Linked DNA regions of Ovis canadensis: region 2 is linked to region 1. The links are chromatin contacts, called in public Hi-C maps. All regions are on one chromosome and are shown on one strand. Each heading gives the region's core, a stretch centred on a gene start, on an enhancer-like site or on the middle of the called end of the contact. The rest is flanking DNA. Distances are from core to core; before and after follow the strand shown. Region 1 holds the start of EFNB1 (ephrin B1). Region 2 has its middle 67 kb from the start of PJA1.

The links. A called contact is a pair of places that touch in the nucleus more often than the background predicts.
Region 2: a contact with region 1 is called in a Hi-C map of fibroblasts, with 7 times the contacts expected there. The contact joins the enhancer-like site here to the promoter of EFNB1 in region 1. A contact is called at or near these places in 2 of 2 Hi-C or Micro-C datasets (fibroblasts and lung).

Annotation. Positions count from the first base shown.
Region 1 is chrX:63,039,367-63,045,698 of ARS-UI_OviCan_v2, reverse strand. It overlaps EFNB1 (ephrin B1), which reads right to left and starts at 4,976. Exons shown (of 5, transcript XM_070290280.1): 1 at 3,825-4,976. The coding sequence starts at 3,952.
Region 2 is chrX:63,454,932-63,461,322 of ARS-UI_OviCan_v2, reverse strand. No RefSeq gene overlaps it. Among named protein-coding and RNA genes, the nearest start is that of PJA1, 67 kb to the right of the region's middle. Within about 2 kb of position 4,187, the one cell type or tissue checked has open chromatin away from gene starts, as enhancers often do. A contact at or near this core is called in fibroblasts, where this site is marked.

The DNA of each region.
Region 1 (6,332 bases), core at 3,727-6,226:
TGTTAGTTAGCACACCAAATACCATTTAGAAGAAGCTGAAGAACCTTACTACACTCCTGGCTGCCAGCGCCCCTACCCAAAATGACTACCATGAAAATCCACCCTGGAGGGGCTGCCACAGCGCCCAGGGCAATTAACCCCCAATATGGCTGGTGAGCATCGCCCTACCTCAGCTCCCCTAATAATCATAGGGTGGATCCTCCCCCTAAACCTACTGTTCCCATGGCAACCAGCAGCCTCCTGGCTGGCCTACCTGCTCCATAACCCCAACACCAAAAAACAGTGATGCACGGTAGTATCCAGGGCCCACCCATCCCCACCCAGCACAGTTGCTGAGGCACTGGAGAGCCTGAGAGGAGAAAGGGAACCCTAGATTCAGCTCCTGACCCAGCCTCACCAGGCCCTTCTTGCCCTGGACTGAATGCCTGGGGTTGGGGGAGGGAGGGAGGGGAACAGGGAACTTTAGGAGCTGCTGGGTTCCCATCGCTTTCAGGCCCCCACCTGGGGCCAATCAGCCACAGAGTAAAAGAGGTCAGGTCCCTAGCCGCCCCGGAAAGGGGGCCCCCTGAGCTGGCCTCCCCAGGACTGTGAGCTGGAACAGCTGTGAGGGGGCTGGGACCAACACTCTGGCTTACAGCAGGCAAGCCTGGGTTGGGGTCTGCAGCTGCCCCCACCCATGCTGGATGGAGTCAAGGGTCCTGGATGCCAAGCTGAAACCCCCACCCCCACCCCTTGCAGGGAAGGTGTAATATGATCTCAGGCACATTCCCACTCCCTGGAGGTGGGGGAACCTGAGTGGGGGGCAGGAAAGGGTCAGAACGGGACTGAGAGACTGAATTGCAGCAGCTGGACTTGGCTGAGGACTCAAGTATGAGGCCTGCCGGCTGCCCCAAGCTCTCAGGGGAGGAGGCTGGAGGAGGGGGCTGCCCTGGGACCTTCCATCACAGCCCCCCACCCCCACCAATCCAAGCACGCTCACGCACTCTGGTTCCTTCCAACCTCTAGCGGGCCCAGACCCATCTTCTCACACTGCGCTCACTGGGCAAGTCTAACAAGGGGGGCCAAGGAGACAGATGCTCTTGCCACCAGAGACTATCACCCTGGAAAGCCCCAGCACCAACTGGGGTGAGACACTGAGAGTCTGCAGTCAGCCCTTCCAGCTCCCTTCTCCCGGTCAGAGCTGGGGCTCCCTGTACCCTGGAACCTGGAAACATACCCCCAGCCCCACCACTTCTTTATTTTGATTTTTTTGTCCCAAGGAGGAAGCAATTAAGCAGGGTTTATAGGCACTGGGAGATTTTTTTGGGGGGAGGGGGGTTGCCAGCTCCTGACAGGACTGAGGAGAGAAACCAAAAGCCGGGAGGAAGAGGGGAGGGAAGAGAAAATGAGCCTGTGAGGGAGAGCACGGGCATGTGCGAGAAACAAAAGGACTTGAGAAAAAGAGGCAGAGAGTGACTAAGAGTGAGAGGGAGTGTGAGAAAGAGGGAGAGCCGGGCAAGTCGAGCTGGAGAGGGGAGGTGAACGCGACTCACACAGGGTGTGAGAGGGTGAACCAACAAGAGCCTGAGAGGGAGAAGTCAGGCAGGAGGCAAAGAGGGAGACACGGACAGAAAGAGACTTGATTTCAAAGACTGTGGGAGCTCAAGGCTTGGGCGCGGTGGCAGAGGCAGCCCCCAGAGCTCAGAGTGAAGCTGAGGGCAGTGCCTTCCTCTTGTCCTCCTGCACTCCGCCCCCCGCAACCCGTGCCAACACACACAGACAGGCTGCATTCCAGACCCCGGAGTATAGACGGAACATGGATTGGGGGACCATAGGGGCACCAGGATCAGTCCCCCACTGTTCCTAGAATCTGCTCAATTACAGGATGGAATTCGTGCAGGTCCTACTGAGGCCCCAGCCACCACCCCCACCACCCCCAGGATGCCTGCCCTCAGCCTGAAGTGGATCTGGGAGGGGGGCAGATCTCAAAACCCTGTAAACTGGTCCAGAGCACTCAAGGCTCAAAACACAAAAAGGGTGAAGCTCAGGGAGATCTTGTTTCTCCCAGTTCCCACCCCCCGCACTCTGCAGGAGGGCTTCCTTCCAGCTGTGGAGCAGCATGCTATCTCTGGTTAGAGACCCGAGAGAGCAATTAGGTCACTCCCATGAGCCCCTATGATGGGCTACCCCAGGCGGATTTCAGCTCTCCATACTCAAGAGAGCATTTCCAGCCTCCACCTTCACAGGAGAGAACTGGGAGCTTCACAATCTTTCTCCTTGGGCTGAGCAGCCCCAGGCCCCAAGACCATTTTGAGTCCCTGCTGTTAGCAGAGCACTGTGCCCAGTTTGGCTTCTGAGTAAAGAAGAAATTCTTGTCAATGCCTTTCCTTGTACCCTGACCCTGGTTTAGACATCCCACTAACCGATAAATAGGACCCTGCCTTAACTCAAGGAGAAGAGAACTAAAGAAGCTGCCCTCTTCCACTCCAGGGCTGAGAGATGCACCGCCCCTGGAACCTAAGAGACCAAGGCAGGCAGGAGCTCGGGAAGTTAGCCGGGAGCCCAGGAGAGTGGACAGAAAGAGATTCCAGATATAGGAATCATACAGATAGCGCAGGCCTAGGGCCCCGTTTCCCACTAAGTGAGGTGTCCGCACACTGCTGGGCCCTCCAGAAAACAGGAAGGAAAAGCAATTTTGACCCTGGGTTCCAACCTAAGTCCTGGATGCCAAAAGAGGAAAAGGTCCAGAGGTCACTACACAACCCAGCGACTCCCCACTAACAGCCCAGAAACCACTGAGCCACCGCCCTGAAAGGTGTGTGGTTGAGGTAGGGGAGGGGGGGGGGAAGGTTGAGCGAGGATTGTGAAGGGGAAGGAGAATGGAGAAAAGAAAGGATCTCCTCTACATAACTGCCTCCCCAACCCCTTTGGGAAAGCTAAGCACAACTCCCCAATCTGAGGGACGGGGAAGACGGGGAGGAGCAATGGGACCAGCCTGGGCAGGAATCTTTCATTTGCCTCCCACCTCCCTCGCCAGCTCGGCCGCCACACTCCACCCCGGCCAGCCCTGGAAGCTCTGCTGTCGGCTCCATTGGACCCCCGACGGGCGATGGATCGAACCCACCCCCCCTCCAACAAAACCCCTTTCCCACTCCGCCTCTCTCCACCCGCCGCCTTTGTGAGCCTGGGAGCGGCGCCCGCCCTTCCACGGCCCCAGCAGGGAGAAAGGTGGCGGGGGTGGGGGGGGGGGCGCGAGGGCTGGAAGAAGCAGCAAAACGAAAAGCTAGGGAGGCGAAATGGGAAGAAAGAAATGAAAATGGGAGAAGCCCGAATCAGGATACAGGCACTGCCACCCGCCCCAACCGCGAAGTCCCGCGCCGCGGTCCCTTCACTGCTAAACAAACGGGGAACCCGTGTTCTGGCCTCTTCCCCTGCCCAGGTCAAGCTCGCCCCCACTCCCCAACTCCGCCAGCGGCTCTCCGCGAAAACCGCCACGTTCCCAGGGGCCCTAAAGGGGGCTGCTTTCTCTCCCCTACCCAGCTCTTCGGTGCGCTCTAGAGCGCTCCGACTCCCAGCTCTGCCCGGCGCGACAATCTCGACTTGATTTGGGACGTGCGGAGGAGACAGCCGAGAAGCCGAGGGGTCACAATACAGCCAAGTGCCCCCACCCAACCCCGCCGCACCCTTCCCCGCCCGTCCGCAGGGAAATACACTCGAAAAAGCCAGAGACAAAATAGGGCGCCGCTCCGCCTCTGAACACCTTCCCATAGGCGCTCGGGGGCGCGCGGCCTCACCCCGAAGGAGTGCCTCCCACCCTCAGGGACCAGAAGAGATAAGTTACTCACTTGGGGTTGAGAGAGCTCCAGGACACGGGCTCCAGATTCTTGGCCAGCGGCGTGGCGAGCCGGCATAACGCCAACACGACCATCGCGACAAGCCACTTGCCGAGCCAACGCTGGCCAGGACGGGCCATCTTCCCGGGGGCAGGCTGCACTTCGGGATCCCCTGGCACCTCCTCAGCAAAGCTGGCCTCGCCTTCCCGTGCCGCGCTGCTCTCTGAACCGCTCAGGCGCCCATCCTCCGCAGCCGCCGGCCTTGAAGTGCTCCCCTCCCGCCGGCTTTGGTGTCGCTCTTCTCCGCCCCGCCGGCCAGGAGGACTCACTGGGCAGCCGCCCGCAACTCCGGCATGAGCTGCGGCCTCCGAGGGCTCGTTCCCCTGGCCTCTCTGCCACACGAAGCGCGACGGGGGCTCTGCCCCCCACCGGAGGATCCCTTCCGATTCCGCTCGGCTCCCCGAGACTGTTTGGGACTGCGTGCCCTCTCCCCGACGGGGTCTCCCCGCTGGGGACTTGGTGGCCGCCCCGACGCCTCAACCGTCCTGGAATCGGCACCCCTGGGAAGAAGTGGGAGTCTCCCCACCACACAAGCTCGGTCTGGGGGCTCCCGACCGGGCCGCCCTTGCACGGGCTCCGTTCCTCCAGGCCACACTGGAACTCCGGGCTGGGCGCCCCCCGACAGCTTCGACTTCAGCGCGGGCCCCGCTTAGTGTATTTAGAAGAGCGGGGAGACGCTGCCGAGCAAGCCAGTCCCATCAGTTTGCGCCTCTGAAGCCTAGGCGTTTGGCCTGGCAGCCCAGTCGCCGAGTCCTAGCTTCCCGGCGACTGCGCCCGAGAGTCTGCGTTCAGTGCGAGGCTCACACACCTCCCACTGCTGTCCAGCACGCATAGACTCCCTCCGCTGCCGCTGAGCTGTCTACTCCCCTGCTCAGGCGTACGCAAGGCCAACCCTACTCGTTTTAGCCAATAGCAAGCTCCGTCACGGGGTCCTTGCCCCGCACCACGCCTCTAGAAGAGGAAGGGGGCGGGCTTTCGGGAACTCTTAAGGACGCCGCACTCTTCGATGGCACCAATCTGAGTGTGCGGCTCGTGCGGTTAGGGATGGGTTCCGCCTAGTCCTGTTCTCAGAGCGCTCTGCCCGTGGGAAGTTGGCGCTCCTCTAGAGTTGTTGGCCTGCTCTGCTCCCTGCGCGCCTGTTCAACACTCCGGCCCACTGCCCTGGGCCAGACAGGTCCTGTCACGAGTATCCCGGGAAAGTACTGCCATTCTTGTTACACACGCGAGCCCTGAAGTTTTTGCTCCATGCCCACCACTGGGGCAAAGATAACTTGTTTACTGCCTGTCCCTTCTCTCGCAGGACTCTGGTAGGCTTTCCTCCTTTCACCTTCACAGTGCAGTGTCCGCTTGCACATGGACCCAGAGTCCTGAACAGACAAATGGATATCGGTGGGTGGTGGAATCTCAGAGGGGTCAAGTAGGGGAAAGAGGAGGGTGGGGGAGAATTTCTTCGCCCCTGGGGACTAGGCCTTGGAAATCTTAACTTTGCAGAAGAGCCTTGTGGGACACCAGGGGCCCATATTTCTAGTCTTGTCCTGTCTGAAGGTATAGGCAAGGCCAGATAGGATAGGCCAGAGGGAATGAGAGGGCACCTCGATAAAGAATGACGCAAAGAGGAAAGGTTATAGGACAGAGGCACCTTTAGAAAATGCAAAAGCAGATGCCCTGGCCCCAGCACACCAGACTCCAGCGCCTCCCGGCCTCGCCATCTGGGTCTTTGTCTCCCAGCCCTGGCCTGTTCTCCCCGCCCCTCCTCGCTTCTTTGCTTATAACTTTGGCTCAATCCCATAGCTCAGACACTCCAGGTCCGACCCACTCTCCCTCGTCGGACCTCAACAGATGTACCCACATGCTAATGTCTCCCTCTACTGGACTTTTATAACACTGCCGGCGCCTGGGACCGACTGAGAGTACCCACTCCAACAGGAGCGTGGCACACACGAGCCTGGCACACGCGCTCGAGCGCAAGACCCAGGACAGGGGTAGTGGCCTTGGCTAGAACCGCGGTCCCCTGTGGGGAGGAAGAGAGAGCACTAGGAGGAAGATCTGAGTTTGGAGTTGGCTCAGGGATTGGCGAAGACTTAAAGTCTCTTTGCTGCTGTTTTATGGAGATAATTAGAGACAGTCCTGAAGTGCTCTGCCATTTACACAGTTTCCTGTCCTCTCACTTAAAGAGGAGGGTGAGTTACCGACTTTCTCACTGGATCCTCTGATGACCTCTTTGGTTCATAAAGTGGACCTATATTTGGGGGAAACAAAGAGAGGCAAGTGGGTTATTCTCACTTTCAGGAGAGGAAATGGGTTACTCTCACTTTCAAGGAACAGGGCCTAGAGGAAGAGGAGGATATGGGTAGAAATAGAAGAGGAGGAGCTGTTTAGGGTCTCTCACCTCCCAGCTGGATTCCTTAGTAGGGTGTGAGCAAGGAGAGACAAGAACAAGGTGCAGGGACTCACCAATAG
Region 2 (6,391 bases), core at 2,938-5,437, 420 kb before region 1:
AAGTACCTTACCAACACTCCTAAAAACTGTGAAGGTCATTAAAAACAAGGAAAAGTCTAAGAAACAATCATAGACCAGAAGAGTTAAGGAGACATGATGATTAGATATAATGCAGTGTCCTGAATGGAATTCTGGAATGAATAAAGGGCATTAGGTTAAAACTAAGGAAATCTGACTTTAATACTAATTCATTAATTGTAACAAATGTACTACACTAATGTAAGATGGGGAAATTGGGTACAGATATATGGGAAATCCATACAGTCTTCTAAATGTTTTCTGTAAATCTTAAACTGTTCTAAAAATTTTTTTTAACTTATTTAAATGAAAATAACTTGGAGTCTTTTTAATCATGTTTTCTGCCCCATCTAACAGCAAGGCTTTGAGGAAATTATTACCCTTTCTGAGGATATTTTCACTCTGTAAAATGGGAAACAAATTTCTCTCTAGAAGAATGAGAAGAGGTAATTCAATGCAAATTTAAATATTAATACACAGAGACAATCATTACCTACTAATTTCCTCCCTCTTAATTCTCACAACAGCTTTGTGTGACATAGATGAGACAACTGGGGCTCAGCGAGGCAGAGGGACCTGCCCAGAGTCACACAGCTGGGAGGTGGAGGAAACCAGATGTGACATTTCCTCTAAGGCGTTCTGCCTATTGGTAAAGCTTGTACTATGATGGGACCCGTTTGGGTGTAGGTGGGAAAGCTAGCTGTCTGTCTGGGGGCTCCAGGGCCTTTGAAGGGCAGCTTCTTCCTCTGAGAAATTGTATAAAGGAGCACGGCACAGTGGTCAGGTATATGGGATTTAGAATCAGACTGCCTAGTTCAAGCCTCGATTCTATTACTTCCTAACTGTGTGACTTTGGAAAGTTGTTTACTTCTCTGAACCTTAACTTCCCCATCTGTAAAATGGGCACTGATAATAGTATCTACCTTTTTAGTGTTGTTGTGATGGTTAAACTGGTTAATCAATGTCAAGTGCTTAGAATACTACCTGGCATATCACAAGAGTTTGGTAAATCCTAGCTATCATTATCTGCAGAATGGATAATAATGCCTTGGGTTCAATGGTCCAAAGGCCCTCCTAAGTCTTCTCTCATTGTGAACATGGTGGAAGGGATGCCAGTAATTGTTTCTTTGAAAATACCTAACAGCTTCTGCATCAAATAATGAACACTTATTTGCATATCAGTCAGCGAACAAGTCCTTGAAATCTTGAAGTCTGAAGGAAGCTTCAAAAATCATCAACATCATTTTTGATAGATAAACTGAGGCCTGGAAAGGTAAAGGGACTGGACTGAGGTCACACTGCAAGGCAGTGGCTGAGCTGTGCCAAATGCAGGGCTCCTGTTTCTCTTTTCTAGACTCCTGCCGCTCTATCTGGAGAAGGCAATGGCACCCCACTCCAGTGCTCTTGCCTGGAAGATCCCATGGATGGAGGAGCCTGGTGGGCTGCAGTCCATGGGGTCGCTAAGAGTCGGACACAACTGAGCGACTTCACTTTCACTTTTCACTTTCATGCATTGGAGAAGGAAATGGCAACCCACTCCAGGGTTCTTGCCTGGAGAATCCCAGGGACGGGGGAGCCTGGTGGGCTGCCGTCTATGGGGTTGCACAGAGTCGGACACAACTGAAGCAACTTAGCAGCAGCAGCAGCCACTCTATCAGCCTGCGGCTGAGTCGCCTTTTCTTTTTTAATTTTTATTGAAACATAGTTGATTTACAATGTTGTGTTAGTTTCAGGTATATAGAAAGTTGATTCAGTCATATATATGTGTACATATATGTATTACACACACATATCTATGTATTATACACAATATATATGTATTATACACAAAATATTTTCTTTTTCAGATTCTTTTACATTATAGGTTTTTACAAGATACTGAGTATATTTCCCTGTGCTATACAGTAGGTCCTTGTTGTTTACTTACTTTATATATAGTGGTGTGTATATGTTAATCCCAAACTCCTAATTTATCCTTCTCCCCTTTCCCCTTTGGTAACCATAAGTTTGTTTTCTATGTCTGTGAGTCTTTTTCTGTTTTGTAAATAAGCTCATTTGATCATTTTATTTTTCAGATTCTACCTATAAGTGATATCATATGATATTTGTCTTTGTCTGACTTACTTCACTCAGTATGATAATCTCTAGGTCCATCCATGTTGCTGCAAACGGTGTTTTATCATTCTTTCTTACGGCTAATGTTACACTGTATATATGTACTGCATCTTCTTTTTTTTTTTAAAAAAAAAAAACCTTTTATTTTATTTATTTATTTGACTGCACCAGGTCTTAGTTGCAGCATGTGGGATCCAGTTCCCTGACCAAGGATCGAACATGAGCCCCCTGCATTGAGAGCATGGAGTCTCAGCCACTGGGCCACAAGAGAAGTCCCTACCACATCTTCTTTATCCAAACTCAGCTGTCATTGAACACTTGCTGCTGTAAACACTTTACCAAAACCTCTCCAGTCCCCAATCTTGTGCTAGGCACCCTGAGGGACTAGAAGAAATAAGTGTATCAACCATGCCCTTGCTTTTGCAGTTTTAAAAGTTAGCTTCAGGGATGAGATTTCTGTGTTACTTGGAGAAGACAAAAATCAATATCCAGAAACACTGACTTAGATACCCTCACCTGTGGCACTGAGGCTGTCAGCAGGGGTGAGATATGGGAGGCTTCATGGCTTTCAAGGGGAGTCAGTGCTTGATCTGAACCTTGAAGGCTGGCAGGCTGAACTCAGGCAGGGCCCTCTGGCAGAGTGAGCAGCAGGAGAGAAGCCTAGTGATGGTGTACTGGTAAACCGGCTCTTTGCGTCCTGGGGGTGCGATTTGTACTATTTGTCAATTTCTGTGGTGTAAGTACTCCCTCCGTGGCCACTCTGAAGCTACTGATAGTTTAACAATCTGCTTGTAAAATTCCTGAATCGTTAACAAGTGACACTCAACTCTAGTACACCACTGCCTGTGGGTGAGAACGGGTTTGTTTCCAGGGCAGTAGGAGCTAGGCCTTGCAGGGTGGTGGGATGGAGTACTAGCTGACTAAGGTGGGGATGGCTCAGGAAATAGCTGGGTGCCAGCCACGTGCAGATTCAACTTAGCTATTGAGCTGGGCTCTTTGCTGGGCTCTGTGCCAGACATTTAACATGCACCAGCTCATTTAATCCTCACAACAGCTTTAAGAAGTGGCCATTCATTCACTGCTCCAACCATCCACCCCTCCATCTGTACTGAGCACCTACTATGTGTCAAACGCTGTTCAAGACACAGTGGCAGTGACAAAGTCATTGACCTAATGATGCTTATTATCTGAGTGGGAGGAAATAGATAAAGAACACATGTTTAAGTGAATTTAAAAAATTACAAATTGTGGTATTTGGATGGAAATGAAAGGTACTGAAATTGAGAACAAAGGGGCTACTGCTGTTTGAGATAGGGTTAAAGGGAAAATGTCCCTGAGGAGGTGATGTTTAAGAATGAGAAGAGGCCAGCAATGCAAGTGGTTGGGGTCAGAACACTGAGGTGACCAGAACAACGGGTACAAAGGTCCAGAGGTAGAAACGAGATCGGATTTCTAAAGCATTAAGAAGACCAGTGTGGCAGAGTTTGGTGAGTGAGAGAGTGTGGCCTGAAATGAAGCCAGAGATCATGGAAGCCTCGCAGGCCATGGTGAAGACTTTGAAGGACTCACAGTGGGGTTATCACATGAGGCAGAAGCTCATTCTGGCTGCAGTGTGAGGAATGGGTTCCAGAGAAGCAGGGAAGCCAGTTAGGAGACAGTGTGTGTAGGTAAATGTCGGGAAGCTAGGTCCAGGAGGGGGTGGGCCAGACAGAGAGAGGCAGAGGGATATGACCAAGATCATACAATTAATAAGTGGCAGATCCTCGATTCAAATCCAAGCGTCAGAGTCCATGCTCCTTCCTACACTGCAAGTGGTGTCCCAGAAGGAGATCCTGATTCTCTGACTTAGGCCCTCAAAGCCTGGGAAAAATTTTCCCTAAGCAGAGAAATTATGCAATAAAAGAGAGCTGTATCTCCTCATGTACATTTTTAACAGTTAAATAACTTGCTATCCAAATGTTCATACACTTCCCTTGAATGTGAGTTCCTTGTGGGCGGGGATCTGAGTCATGCAGGATTTCCAGCCCAGAGCTTTGACTTGAATCAAAGCAGGAGGAGTTCTTGAATCAAACGATGACTAGCTCTTCAGTACCCTGCCAGCTCTGGCTGTGTCTGGTTTGGCCTATCCAGGAAGACCTCTTGGCTGAGTACCACAGTGAAGGGAGGTCACTGCCTATCCAAATCCCTTTCTGAGCAGCACGAGCCCTCTGGGGCTGTCACCTGGAGGCGTAACAGGGCCAAACACAGCAACCCCGGCCTTTCAATCAGATCCAGTGCTGGCTCCTCTACTTCCCTGGGGTGTGAGCTCAGACAAGGGGCTGTACTTCTGTGCATCCTAGTTTCCGCACCTAGAAAATAGGACAATGAAGAGTTCTTGCCTCTGCAGGTCATTGCAAGGATCAAACAAGATCATGCAGAGAACAGGCTTCAGTGCCCAGCCCATAGTAGGTTCTCAAGGAGCTTCATTCCCTCATCTCAGATGCATGAGGTGCCTGAGGTATCACTAAGCCTGGGCTTCCTGATGAGTCCTGAGCCTGGCTGTGGCAGGTAAGCAGCTGAGAGTGGGGAGTATAGAACACCTTCTCCTCCCTTTCCCCACCTGCCTTCCACTCCCTCACACCCTCCTCTCCCCTGCCTCTGCCTTAAGCACCTGGGAGTTAACTAATTAGAACTAATTAGCTTCTCGTGCAATAAAACCCCAGCATGGAAAGGTTCTGTAGCTCAGGCCTCTGACAGTAATCATGTTAAGTAGATATTTATTTATCCCTTTATTAAGCAAGTCAATTAGCTTGAAATATCTGAGCAGCTGATTTTCAGGCCTGGGAGCTGGGCACGTGCTGTCAAGACTTGAAGGCCCCAACTGGGGCTCTTTTGTGTCTTGTTCTCCAAGAACCCCAAAGAAGCCAGGTTACAGAATGGCAGAGTTGGAAGAGTCGTGGGACACATGAACAGATTGGAGGCTGAGGCCCATATCAGGGGTAAGGACTTACCCAAGGTCACATAGTGGGATGCACATAACTGTTTGAGAAGGTAGAAGATATTAAGGAGTCCTATAAATGGCACCCACTGTATGCAATGGGAGCTCATGGGAAAAGGAGATCACCTTTAGTTTTGGACAAGGTGGGTGGTCAGGGAAAGCTTCACGAACAAGACAATATGCACTTTGACAAGAGGATATTGTAGGAAAGGGCATTCCTGGTAGAACGAAGCTGAGTGTCACATGCTAAGGACTGAATGCCAGCCAGCCAAGGTAAACATGTGACCATGGGATTGGAAGGCCAGCGGTGGGTGGCCCAGTTAGGAAGCTGGGCTCTGGGCAGGGAGGATGGAGACTGGACCAGTGACAGAGAAGGAACAGGCTTGTGAGGGCAAGTCGCTGCATCATTTGACACGACTGAGTGACGGAGCAACAACAGTCACACTTGCTGAGTACTACTGTGTGTCAGCACTGTGCGCTGGAGAAGCTTACAGTTGAATTAGGAAGGCAAACCTGCTAAAGAAAGAGTTCGACCCAGTGCAATAAGAGCTAGGGTTCTCTAGTTCTCTACTTCAGGAAGAAGAGATGTCTCTTCCATCCTACAGTGAGAGTGGAAAGGTGAGGCCAACTCTGCCTGCTGCTCTCAGAAATAGCTTCCCAAAGATGTTGGCAGAAGCGCCGAGAATTGATCAGGGACCGAGAAATAATTATCTAGTGTCTGCTGAGCACTTTTTGTCTTCCACATCCCTTTCACATACAGTATGTGTATTTTTAATCCCTCCAATATCTCTTTGGGGCAGAGAGGATAAACCCCATTTTACAGATGACAGAACAGGTTGAGTGATGAAGCAAGAAGTAACACCACAGAGTGTGGAAAAGGCACAGCTTTGGGAATCTGTGAGGTCTAAGTTCCATTTCCAGCTTTATTACTTAACTAGCTGTGTAACAGTAGGCAAGAAACTTTACCTCTTAGAGCCTCAGTTTTCCTACCCATAAAATGGGACGATACCTACATTTGATTCATTCAACAGTATTTGAAAATATAGCAAGTGCTCCACAAGTGTTAGTTGACTTAATCTCTGCCCTTAAATGACTTGCCTGAGGTCATACAACTAATCAAAACTCAAACCTAGGCCCTTCAACTCTAAAACCTATTCTATCTGTGAGGTTCTGACTCCCTTCAGAGGTGAGAGGAACGTTGGCATTAGGGCTGACCATGGTGGAAAGTCTTGGCTATATAAGGATAATAACCTATGTTTCCTCACCGTCAAAGGGAGCTAC